Regions from separate parts of the Mus musculus genome. Here region 1 is linked to region 2. The links are chromatin contacts, called in public promoter capture Hi-C maps. All regions are on one chromosome and are shown on one strand. Each heading gives the region's core, a stretch centred on a gene start, on an enhancer-like site or on the middle of the called end of the contact. The rest is flanking DNA. Distances are from core to core; before and after follow the strand shown.

Region 1 (6,383 bases), core at 2,117-4,616, 55 kb after region 2:
AAATGAAATCAGGTTGTAATATGGTTAATGAATGATGGAAGGACTAGAGTCAGACCTCTCAGGATTCAGTCTTAACTCTCCATTGATTTGTTGCAAGTATTCTGTGATCATTTGGTAATGCAAGACCCCTCAGAGATTTCAACAGATTTCTAGAAGCCAGAGGGCACACTAACAAAAGTGAGATATTTAAACAGCACTCCAACTCGGCATGGATGATGTCAGGACAGTAAGGAGATCTCAATCTGGCGTCACACACAACTGTGGCAAAAGCAGGATTGAGATGTGAAGCTGAAAACAGGATGATTGATTGAATATTTCCCTTTTCAAAATGAGTGGCACCGCTAACTACTGTCTTGCACAGGCACCTGTATGTTTCACCTTACAAAAAAGAAATATAACCATTGCTTTGGCTTAGAACTTATACAGTTATAAAACACAATTAGAAGCAGCTAAGACCTTCAAAACATAACAGAAGTCTTACTGAAATATTTATTGATCGTCTTCATTTAAATGTTGACACAAGAGTGACCATTGCTCCTAACAACCAAAACTGCAGCATCAGATTTGTATCTATTTATCTGTTGTGTTAGTTTCATCTTAACTTACTTTGCTGAGTATGCCAGAGATCTAAATGGATCAAGTTCCAGGGGGTGAAAAAGACCTACTTCTAGGAAGCAGGACAATGTCCCTTCTTCTCTGATATTCACTTATGATAAAGGAGCAGAAAGGAAGTCACATAGAGAGATGAGAAACAAAACAGAAAAAGAGGTGTACTTTAGATAGGTGCTGTCTGGGTTGATGGAACTCTGAGAAACTAAGAACTTGTCTCCACCTGTTCATGTCTACAGGACATCACCAGAAGACCAAGACACAGATCACAATCTGAGATGAAGCCACCGAGGCTTTCGAGCCTTCACTTAGAGCATCCTCCAGAGGATGAAGATGGAAGAGCAGAAAGAAGTTCCTATGCTGAGCGAACCAGGAGTATTATCACTGAGCCAAGCAAATTTCCTAGTGACCCCTGATCCAGAACTCTCGTCAGAAATCCTCAGTTTAAAAGGCTAGTAAATGGATGTTAAAGCCAAAGAACCTACAAGGGGCTCACCAGTGCTGTGAAGCCCATCTCTTGATGAGAAAGGTGACTTACTCTCCCCACTAATAAAATTAGTGATGTTAGTGATGCACTGACCTTAATAAGTCTGTCACAGTCCCAGACCCAACTCACACTTGGCTCAGGTCACACTGATTAGCCCCAAGTCTCAACAAAGCATGTTCAAAGCTCTTTTAATTGTTTATTAATTGTGTGTGTGTGAGGGGGGGTATGTATGTGTATGGATATGTGTGTGTGAGTGTATGGATGTGTGTATATGTGGGTCTGTGTGCATTTGTGTATACGTGTACATGTGTGTGTGTGTGTGTGTGTGTGTGAGAGAGAGAGAGAGAGAGAGAGAGAGAGAGAGAGAGAGAGAGAGAGAGAGAGAGAGAAAGTTTCTGTGATAGTTGATGGGAGTTGACTCTCTCCTTCAATCCTGTGGCCCCCAGACATGGAACTCAGCTTGTTAGGCTAGGTAGGCAGCAAGTGCTTCTACCCACTAAGCAATATCATTGCCCTACCCCTTTCAGATATTGTTTATATACAACACACGCAGGATTTATTTTTCATTGAGTTGCATAAAAGTTATTTAAAATTATAGAATCCAAGAAAAAAAGAATCATTATTATAGAAAGAGAAATAGCCCAGACGTTGGAATTACCAGACAGCAAATAAAAGGCACCAAGCAGACATAAGAACAGCTCAAGCTAAACTATGAAGAGGAAAAATCAAGATAAAAGATTAGAGAACTTGAGACACAGGAAACACAGGAAAATATTTATGGCTTAATATACTGAATATATTCTCTAATAATTGGCCCCTTAGAAAGACATATGAGAGATAAGCAAAGGGGAAATACTTATTAAAAACTAGGGCCTGAGGGGCTGGAGAGGTGGCTCAGCAGTTAAGAGCACTGACTGCTCTTCTAAAGGTCCTGAGTTTGAATCCCAGCAACCACATGGTGGCTCACAACCATCTGTAATGTGATCTGATGCCCACTTCTGGTATGACTGAAGACAGCTACAGTGTACTTATTTATAATAATAAATAAATCTTAAAAAAAATACTAGGGCTGAATTTCCCCTCAATTCACTGAAAACCACCATGCTACAGTCACAAGAAGTATAACAAATATGGGGACAAACCCAGCAGAAATCCCAGCTCTTATTATAATCAAACTCTTAACACAGAGAGCAAATTTTAATGTAGCCAGAGAAAAGTAAACATTGCAGAGGAAAAGAACAAACATAAAATGACAGTTGGCCCTACCAAAAAGACATTAAACAAAGCAGGAGACAATAACCCCTCAATCACAGTGCTCAAAAGAAAGAGAAAAACAAGTAAATAAAACAAAATGCTCACAATTCCTTACCTATGAAATATACACATCAAACCTGAAGGCTATAGAAAGTAAATCCCAGCCAGGCGCGGTGGCGCACGCCTTTAATCCCAGCACTTGGGAGGCAGAGGCAGCCTGGTCTCGAAAAACCAAAGAAAGAAAGAAAGAAAGAGAGAGAGAGAGAGAGAGAGAGAGAGAGAGAGAGAGAGAGAGAGAGAGAAAGAAAGAAAGAAAGAAAGAAAGAAAGAAAGAAAGAAAGAAAGAAAGAAAGAAAGAAAGAAAGTCCCATGGGGGAATGGAAATGGGGAAAATACATTTTCAGTAAATACTACTTCAAGAAATGAAGAGCAATAACACATTTATTATCTGGGTAAATATAAAGGCCCTTTTCAAAATTTAATCACTTACATAGATACATATGTGAACTTAGGAAAAGTTAAAACTCTATATAGCCTGTTCAAAATAAAAGTTTTATGAGGTTTATCTATGAAATATGACAAATAGAGGAAAATCTGGTAAACATAGGATTCTTATATCACTGTTTTTCAAGTGATGTAAGATTTTCTGCGGGTAGATAATGATAACTTCATGTACTTATCAAGAGTTCGCTGAGCTAAGAGATAATAGATAAGAGAGCTACCAGGCGTCAGAGCAATTCATTAAAGGATAAGCTGCATAGGAAAGGCAGAGGTAGTAATCACTTACAGTAGTTTTACAGCAACCCTCAGGAACGTGGTGTGCTCTAGAGAAGGAGGCCCTGTCGGTCAGCACAGATGCCCAGGACTTCTCAGAGACTCTCAAACCAAGGCTCTGACAACACTGTAGATAATGGAAGAGTTTTTAAAAATGCAGACTATTCGGTCAGAGCTGAGGAAAATATCTTAGTATTTCCCTCCTCAACCAGATATAAGTAGGCTGAACCCAGAGAAGAGACTAAGACCTTGGAACTTGGACTTTGAATAAATGCCTGAGATAAAGATCTAAAAATGAAAGCATCGGGCTTCTAGTGTGGAAAGGCCCTAACAAACTCTGGTCTTTGACAGCAACAGTCCTCTGAAACCACGTCCTTTGCTGGAATGTGGCAGAGAGCTCCTGTGTACCCAGAACTAGGGAGACTGAGGCAGGAGGGAAGTTAAAGCCAGCCTGGGCTACATAGGGAGACTGTCTCAGAAAAACAAGAGTAAAACAACAACAAAAAAGAGGCTGTCTCTGTGACACAGTGTGTGTTATTTCACATGGAAATCTCCAAGGCAAGGGAATAGAATCATCTGGGATTCACTCCTGCACATGTTTGTTCTCAATACTGGAACAGAGCTGGGGACACCAAGGATATGGGAGCCTCCTTGTGGTCTTTCTAGATGATCCAGATTGGGTTTTTCACGTCACAGCTGGAAGGGCAAAAGTTAAGACAGCTGAAATCTATAGTCTTAGCCATTTTATATTTGTGAAGAAGGCATATGGCCCTGTTAGAATTCAAATGAGGAGAAGGAAGCAGAGATTTTTTGATAGTGAGTTAAATAGCAGCAATAAGGGAAAGGGAAGAGGGTATGCTATGTATACGCATGCACTATTCTGTTTATATTTGTACTGCCATCTGCAATCTTTTGGGAATAAAGTCTGCCACAGCAGGAGTAGGAAAAAAAGGGAGCAAATAAATCCGATGAGTGGAAAACAGATACCCTGATGGGAAATTTCAACATAATTATATTTGATTGCATTATGGGGCTGAAGAGACAGCTCTGTGGTCAGGAACACTGGCAGTACTTCCATGGGGAAGAATATTCCTAGCACTCACACGGTGACTCATAACTGTCCGTAACTCCAGGTCCAGATAATCTGATGCTCTTTTCTGACTTTTGAAGCATGAGGCACATAGGTGGTTCATGAATGTACATGCAAGCAAAACACCCACATACATAAAATAAAAACAAAATGAGAAAAAAATAGAGGAATTGTTGAAGAGAGGTATGATGGCTTTTCCTTGTTGTCAACTTGACTACATCTGGAATGTATGAAGGACAGTTATATCATGTTAGAGGTAAGTATGACCTGGTTAAATATATGTGTTGTGAATGTGTGTGGGGTAGTTACATTATGTTTAGGTCTAATTGTGATCTGGTTACAGTTATCATTTTGAAATTAATCATGACCTAAGAAAATATGATTGTGTGCCAAGTTGACAAGAGGTATACTTGTGGTGGCTATTCTTGTTAACTTGATTATATTTGGAATAAGCTACAATAGAGAAATGGAGGGCTCACCTGAGAGAGATTTTCTCCTCCTCCTCCTCCTCTCCCTCCTCCTTCCCCTCCTCCGCCTTCTCCTCCTCCTCTTCCTCCTCCTTCTCCTCCTTCCCCTCCTCCTTCCCTTCCTCCTCCTCCTCTTCTTCTTCTTCTCCTCCTCCTCCTCCTCCTCCTCCTCCTCCTCCTCCTCCTCCTCCTCCTTCTTTTGAAGTTCTAGTCCAGACCTTTGAGGCAGGAAGACACACACATTTGACCTGGCTCTTGAGGAACGAATACACACCTTTAATCTAGGCTATACCTGCTGCTGGAAGTTTACATAAGGACATCGAAAAAGGAAGCCTTTGCTCTTTGCCTATTTGCCCTTGCCTTGTTAGCACATCCATTCCTTCACTGGTATTAGGACATACTTCTTCAGGATTCTAGCATATACTAATGACCAGATGAGACTCACATAAATAATAAATAAATATAGAAAGATATACAATGAATGGTTGGCTGGGGTGGTTCTTACACCACCCCCCACACATACACATACATATAGAGGTGGGGCAGACAGATATGAATAAATGTGAATTATCAGCTACTAGAGAGATGTGCAGAGGATAAGAATCTGTATGTCTCATTACAATCTCCCAGAATTTGAAGAGTTATGATCATGTAGGGATGAAGAATGCCATCAGAAATGGAATCTGTATCTCTACCTCTGTCAAACTTATCTGTAAGAATTTTTCCAGTGAGTCCCTGATAATTAGGCACAGCCCTGCAAGCTGTAGAATTCCTTCCTGCATTAGCATCAGCCACTAGGCTCTTCCTAGGTTTCACTTGTCAACTAGTTTATCCAAGCAGGAGAAACTGATTATAGTTCTTTTTTTTTTAAACCTATTCTTATTCTATTGACGGTTGATTATAGGAACTATTCTCAAATTGCATAGTCATGTTTCCATTTCATGATGTATTTTCAGAGTGTAATTCTAATGTATCTTAATCCTAACCTAAAAAGAAAATCATCTTTTAAATGAAACACAAATAGTATAGTTTAATAGTGTTCCAGACTAGGAGTTTTTGTCTACAATATTCTAGAAAAGTGCTAAAAAGAGGGAGAGCCATTGTTAGAGATTGGGACCACATGAAAGAGAGGGTAGTGGTTTGTGGTAGTCTTCCGTGTCCCTCAAAAGCATCTTAGTGAGCACAGGTCCCCGGTAACATCTGTACTGATAGCACATGTGGGAACTTCAGAGCTCTCCAACATCATGGAAGGAGCAAAAGGAGTATTTATCCTGGTGAGGTACTGAGTATCAAAACCCAGAGGAAAAAAATTCTGATATTTATTTTCAATTTAGGAGTTGTGATTTTTTTAATGTATTTCCAATCAACTCAGAGCAAACTGCTTTGATTACAAGCCAACCCATACTTCCTTTCTCACTTGAAGCTGCTTTTCTATGAAAGGACAAGGATGCTCTTGATAATGCAATTTACACTGGGCTACAGAGTAAGCAGTGCAACCACCGCTCTGGCTACACATTAACTTACATATTAACTTACATGGTAGGGGACCTAGCACCCTGGGTTTCTTCCTTCCTTTCTACTTCACTTTAGGAAGTTTTTAATTTTTAAATACGTGTTTTAAATACAGTATGTATTACAATGTATGTATGTATACATATATAGTGTGTATGTGTACATGCACACTGGCACATGCACATGCAAC
Region 2 (6,794 bases), core at 2,140-4,639:
ACCTCCATCCGTTCCAGAGCCTGTTGGATGGGTGTCACAACCAGATCCTGGTATCTTAGTGGGACGGCTGTGGTGGTGGTGGCCCCATTTATGCAGACCGTGGCAATCACCTGCTTCAGGTAACAGGCCATAGCTAGCCCAATCTCTGCTCCTTTGCTCGTGGAGATCACACCAATTCCTGGCTGTTGGATCTTAAATATAAAGCAAAGGAAAAACAGTTTACATACAGCCTCTGGGAGGAAGCTCTTCTGACAGAAGGCCAGGCATTCAAAACAGTCAAACTCTGACACTCAGGTCTTCCAGCTTTCAAAATCAAGAATCTACTACTGATGTAATAATACCTTATCTGAGCTTTACCATCTTCAGGGAACATACTTATCATCCATCTTTAAACAATCAAAATATAACCTTATAACCTCACGAAAAGTAGAGTCATAAAGAAACTCTGACTAAGGCAAATTGGTACCAGCATAGTGGGGTATTTCTGTGACAAGGTGGCCAGGTTTTAGGGAGTACTGTGGAAGGACTTTGGAACTTTGGGTTAGAAGATCCATTTGGTGTTAAGGGCTCTGTCAAATGTTATGCAGGAGCTTGGAAGATAATGTTGAGAAGAGTGCAGAAGAGGGAGCTATAATCCCAATACTAGGGAAACTGAGACCAGAGATTTTGTGTTCCAGTCCAACCTATGCTATATAGGAAAACCCTGTCTGAAAATAAATAATCATTTTCAAGTGAAGTTGTAAAAAATGTAATTAGAACCTAGCAATATTGAATGAACAAGCCAAGAGCAGAGGAAGTTAGGCTTCTAGAGAATCACACTCTTGACTTCACTAGAGAAAAGTATTTGGGGGTGAGGAGATAGCTCAGGGGTAGGAGGCTTGCTGGCAAACATGAGGACAAGAGTTCAGCTCCTTGGATCTATGTTTAAAAGAGAGGCAAGAGTGGTGTTTCACAGCTGTAATTCCATGCACTAGAGAGACATGAGCACAAATTTGGTTATTAGCACAAATATCAAAACTTTGGGAGAAAGAATCATGTAGAGATCATCACTGATGTATGAAAACATATCAAGTTCAGGATTTAGGATCAGTAGCTGATAGAACATTAAAGAGACACATGAATATGTTTTAAGAGCTTCAAATGGAACATGTCTTGGCTTTTCCCAGTGAAGAGAGTCACAATGTGTGCACTGTGTATTTTTTTTTTTTTTTTTGCCTTTTGTATGCTAGTAACCAGTAACCAGTGAGCAACTCAACAATCCTATCACTTTTAAAGCATAAACTGTGCTCAGCCCAAGACTGCACAGAACGGATGAGACACCTGCGCTTTTTCTTTCCTATGATTTCACAAGATAAAATGAAATTTATTTTCAATACCTTGGGGTGAGATAGTAGGAAGTTGGCAGCTTCTTCAAAATACTCCAAGTCCACCTCTTGCAGTTTCTCAGGCAGGTCTTTATAGGCAAAATACGCCAACGCCAGCACTGCAAAGCCATGGGAAGCCAAAAGACTGGCACGAAATTCAACTAGACCCCCAATGACACCAAACAAATCAATAATTCCTGGGAAAGGACCTTTCCCTGGCAGAAAAAAAAAAGAAAGAGGAAAACGGAATAAAAAAAAAGAGCTAAGTATGACAGTCAAAGGAAAGTTAGCACAAGGAAGTATATATAGGCATACAGTGGTTCATGTTCACACACTCTCACACATGCATGTGTGCATACACAAATGTCCACATTACAGTTCATAGAAATTGCTACCTTATGTCATAGCTTCTTAAATTGTGAGTCACAAATCCATTCAGGCTCATGTAAGTGAATATGGGAAAAAGCTGACCATAAGAAATCATGTGAATGTGCAATGACCAAAATTTAATTCAAAATGAAATGAGCAGTGGTCCCAAGGTCTGCTGCTGCCCACAAGGCTTCACTTTACCCTGGTTCTGAATGCACAGCAGGTCCACTTATCTCCACCGGGGCCAGAATAGCACAGTCATCAGTCTCTGTTACCTCCAACACCTGGGCTCAGATTCAGATTTATTTGTTGTATGCAATGGACGGCAGTGCTTCTACAGCACAACAGGCAGTTCTTTGTTCTTATAAACCCATGGTGCTTTAATTACAGAAAGCATGAGGGCTTCTGGTGTGTTCCAGCCATCATTCTTCAGCATGTATCAAATTAGGAAACCTTCATGTTGTATTGTGTTAGTGTCTGATTTTTTTCTTTTTTTTTTTTCTTTTTTTTTTTTTTTTTTTTGGTTTTTTGAGACAGGGTTTCTCTGTGTAGCCCTTGCTGTCCTGGAACTCACTTTGTAGACCAGGCTGGCTTTGAACTCAGAAATCTGCCTGCCTCTGCCTCCTGAGTGCTGGGATTAAAGGCTTGTGCCACCACACCCTAGTGTCTGACTTTTAAAACTGCCCTTTGCCTTACTGAATTGAGTTTCATAATATTTCATCCAGTGAACTCTGACTTAGGAGAAGCATAGAATTTTTCAACAGGTTGTTAAATGGCCCTAAACATACTGCTGCAATTTGGCACTACCTATTTATGTGGAGCAGATTTCTTAGCATTGACAATTATATGACCAAAATCTCAGTGAATCCTGAAAATAGTAGAGATATCTATCCATATCCTGAAATCTCCAATATTCCACCAAAGCTTAATTCCTTTTGGAAAAACAGGCAAGCCCATTCATCCATCAGTTTGCAAATTTGCTTTTTCTCTAATAAATGGTACAATTGTATGTATACCAAAGAACAATTTTGAAAGTATTTTCCATACATTATCAGTAACGGATTTCTACACCTATTTCCATACACCTATATTCCCAATATCATGTGAAAATTCCTATAGCAAAAAAGAGCTCACAAGTAGGAAAAAAAAAAAAAACCTTTAATAATCTATACTCAACAAAGATTGTCTCACCTGGAGGGAGAAAAAGGGCTCCCCGAACCCGACCTTCTTGAATCTGTTCCCGCTTAACCCCAGGGCCAACAAACCAGCGCTGCACTCTCTGGCTGGCCTTGGATGGAATCCTGACTGTTTCTAGCCAGTTAACAGAGTCGTACAGGTCCAAACAGATGCAAAAGGGGCTGTTCATCACATCTTTCTTCATCAGCCTATGGAAAGCCTTCTTGGGTTTCAGAGAGAAAAAGAGGCCCATTGGGTGGACCCCTACATAGTCACCCCCCAAGGCCGGTGTCTTCTCCAGGTCCACCTCACCAGCCTCGTTAGTCTTGTAGAAGGCTTGGGATTGGAACACATTGTCATTTTCATCTTTCACTGTTGCCTTGATGGTCACTATCTGCGATGGAGGCAGGCCTGTTGCTCGAATGGACACAGGCTCATCCACAAGGGCATTTGAAGGTGTGGCTATCAACTTGATCATCATCAAGGTGTTAAGGGGCGCTTCCTCCCTGTGATGAAAGGAAAATAAGCTGGAGACTGAAAAGTCCAAGGCAAGGCTGTCCTCAAGGCTTTCAAGGACTTTAGTATGAAATGTGTAGCTCTGAGAAGTAGAGAGATGTTGGTGGTGGAAGGTGTGTGTGTGCCCCCCTTCCCCCAACCAGGATCTTGAAGATAAGGAGTCAGCAAGGGGAGGGAGGGAGTGGCTTCTGTGGCCCTGACTCACAATCCACCAGGCCCTTCTTTATTTAAACAAGTTTCACAGACTAATGATTATCTAAGTGGTGTAGGTTCTGTTTGATCTTTCTTTACATGTCTAGAGTTGCAAGTCCAGTCACAATTAGAAAACAGGAACAGGACAGAATTTTGCAAATCTAACTTTCCATTTCTCCATATTCACTCTCGTATCAAGGAAACTCTTGTTCTGACTGCAATAAATTCTCCTCATGTTCCATTCTGTGTCCCTTTAAAATCCCTTTACCAATGAAACTGTGAACTTGAAAAAAAGGCACCCTGTGCCCCTAGTTACATCACCACCATAATAGATTACCTATTATTATCTAATCACTCCAGACCAAATTGGGCAGGAGAGGTGTAATCTTTTGGATCCATGTGATACCTCTCTTAAAACTTCACAGAAATTCATGTTGGGGTATAATGTCCATAGCATTAATGCTCAATTTATTCAAAACCACAAAACTACAGTTTTATAGTAGCTGGGACATGAATCTGTGGGGTCAAATCTAGTTAGAATTCCCAATTTTGCTCTCCATTACTGACCAGAGTTTAGCATGTCATTTAGCTCATTTGATCACTGTAACATGACCAATGTTCCTGCTCTCTCCTCTCCTCCCCCATCTCTCTCCTCTCCTCCTCCATCTCTCACTCTCCTCCCCCATCTCTCCCTCTCCTTCCCCACTCTCTCCTCTCCCTACCCTGGCATAGCCTTATCCACTGGAAACACTGAGGGTCTTGAAGCCAACACTGCTGATTGACAGCTCCATCAAGGCCCAACAGATTGCTACAACTTTGGGGTTTTGGTCTCTGAGTGTTTCATTCTTGGGGACTTTCTTCATTATGATTCATTTTATGTCTTTTTTCTTTAAAAAAAAAATTATATCTATGTCTTTTTAGGAAAACCCTACAATCAACTTCCTTTTGCCCTGGAGATCATTGAGCACAGAGAAGTACATAGCTGCATGACTCCACTATTCCAAGAATCTTCTCACGGTATCTACCCCTGAGCTAACTCAAACAATATAATTGGTGCAGGGTAAACAGAGACAATTGGCAAACTCTGACTGGCCAGGAGAACAGATTATAGATTCCAGGACTCTTTTTATTATAGACTTAGAGGTGTCTCAGAATGCATTTTAAAGATAGGGTGTCATACATGGTACACCCCTGGAGGAATAAAACTCAGTAAGTTAGACAGACTAAAATAAATGTTTCCTATGTTATACTGTAGATGGTAAAACACATAGTGAAGAAGTTAGGCATTGGTATTTGCTGTTCATAAAAACACACACACACACATTTTCTGTCTATGAAAGCAGACTGCCATATTATTATTTGTTTGCTTTTTATTTGTTTTTTTTATTACGTGTTTGCTTTGGAGGAAACATTCTTTAGATTATTTTCATTAGAGTTAAAGGGTATGTGTGTGTGCGTGTGTGGTGTGTGTGTGTGTGTGTGTGTGTGGCTCTGTGTGTGTGTGTGGCTCTGTGTTTGTATGTTTCAGTCTGTCAGTCTGTCTGTTTGTCTGTTTGCATGTGTAGTCAGAGGACATATTGCTTGAGTCAGTTTTCTCCTTCCACCATGGGACCACACAGATTATCAGTCTTGAAGGCAAGCACTCTTATCTGCTGAGTCATCTTGGAGCCTGGAAAGTTACACTTTCTTATAAAGAAATGATCAAAACATCTTGGGGAGACAAGGCAGGAATAAGGGAAAATGAGGAGTGTTCCTAGGGTCTCTGTTTCTTGTAGTTTTAATTGAAGGAGTGCAAAAATGCCCTTTTCCAAAATTGACCAGGACCTTGGACATGAAAGTAGTGTTCCACCCTATAGGGCCAACGAAACCTTAGTACTGTTCCATTTACAGTCAAACACAGTGGAGCACAGATGTAACCCTTCTATTTGAGAGGTAGAGGCAGAAGGATCAACACATGATTGGGGCAGGATGAGCTACATAGCAAGTTGCAGGCTAGGCTGAGTGGCAACAAAGTCAGACCTTGGCTCTCTGTCTCTGTCTCTGTCTGTCTCTGCCTCTCTGACTCTTTTTCCTCTTCCTCTTTCTCCCTCCCCCTCCCCTCCCCCTCTCCCTCTCTCTCTGTCTCTGTCTGTCTGTCTCTCTCTCTCTCTCTCTCACACACACACAAACACATATACTCACATGCATGCATATGTTTATGTTACAAATATTTAACCTTGTACTGAGCTGAAAGTTGCTATTTGGTATAGAACTCACAGGTGCGTATTGACAACAAGGAATACTAAATTTCTTGATTATTGTCTACATGTCATTTAGTTTTATGATTTTATGACCTGAAAGAAATAACAGTACTTGTTGCCACCCGTTTCCTTTGATTTTGTTACCTATAGGCCAGGATGGCACAGCTAATTGTATTACGTACCCTTTGGCTTCATGGCCAGTCTAGGGTTACTGGTTCATGTTTAAATTCACGATTACTCACAAGTCTCAGGTAGATCTTTATCACTTACTGAATGGCCTGAATTCAGCTTTGAGTGTGGTTGTTGTTGTTGTATTTTGCTTTTTTGCTTTGGGTTGGTGATTTTGTTTGTTTGTTTGTTTGTTTGGCTGGTTGGTTGTTTTCGAAACCAGGATCTCATGCAGCACAGTCAGGTTTCAAACTCACTATGTAGCTGAGGCTAGCCTTGAATGCCTGATCCTCTGCTCCCACTGTCTTACAAGAACTAAGTTTATTTTTAATGTAGCAGTAGGAGGGCAGTGCCTGAAAATATGTTACACACTTTCTTAAAGAAATTGTTCTTGTTCTATTGTCCAGGCTAGCTTCATTCCATAGGCTGTGATATTGTGCAGGCTAGCTTCATTTCATAGGCTGAAAGAATTCTTTCCTCAGTGACTCAAGTGTCTGAATATTATAGCTGCCCCTGAAACTTATTTTTTCTTTAAATTACAAAATACATTTTCTCCTTGACTATTTTTTATTTTCTATTCTTTCTGGGAAGAATTGGGCATGGGCTCTTAGCTTCCTGTACTCACAGGTTTTTCTACTCATCAGAACAAACCTGAATGCCTTTGTTTTGCATTTCCTAAAAATAAAACGAAGGGCTTTATGGAGGTGTTTTCTGCTACACTTTCTATGCCAGTGCTGTTGAACAGGGTGTATATGGTGTCAAAGTCACA

Evidence for each region. Capture Hi-C pulls out chosen DNA fragments and counts their contacts.
Region 1: a contact with region 2 is called in a promoter capture Hi-C map of adipose tissue. The contact joins the promoter of Baat here to the promoter of Acnat1 in region 2. A contact is called at or near these places in 3 of 39 promoter capture datasets (hematopoietic stem and progenitor cells and liver), 1 of 484 Hi-C or Micro-C datasets (embryonic stem cells), 2 of 115 datasets of contacts at active chromatin or transcription factors (both in embryonic stem cells) and 3 of 9 other capture datasets (adipose tissue, liver and pancreatic islet).

What each region holds. Positions count from the first base shown.
Region 1 is chr4:49,503,192-49,509,574 of GRCm38.p6, forward strand. Baat (bile acid-Coenzyme A: amino acid N-acyltransferase) reads right to left here and starts at 3,367. Exons shown (of 4, transcript NM_007519.3): 1 at 3,138-3,367. It overlaps Gm32894 (a long non-coding RNA gene), which reads left to right. Exons shown (of 3, transcript XR_881264.1): 3 at 849-1,282.
Region 2 is chr4:49,447,720-49,454,513 of GRCm38.p6, forward strand. It overlaps Acnat1 (acyl-coenzyme A amino acid N-acyltransferase 1), which reads right to left and starts at 3,390. Exons shown (of 3, transcript NM_001164565.1): 1 at 2,925-3,390; 2 at 1,377-1,579; 3 at 1-191. The coding sequence starts at 3,390.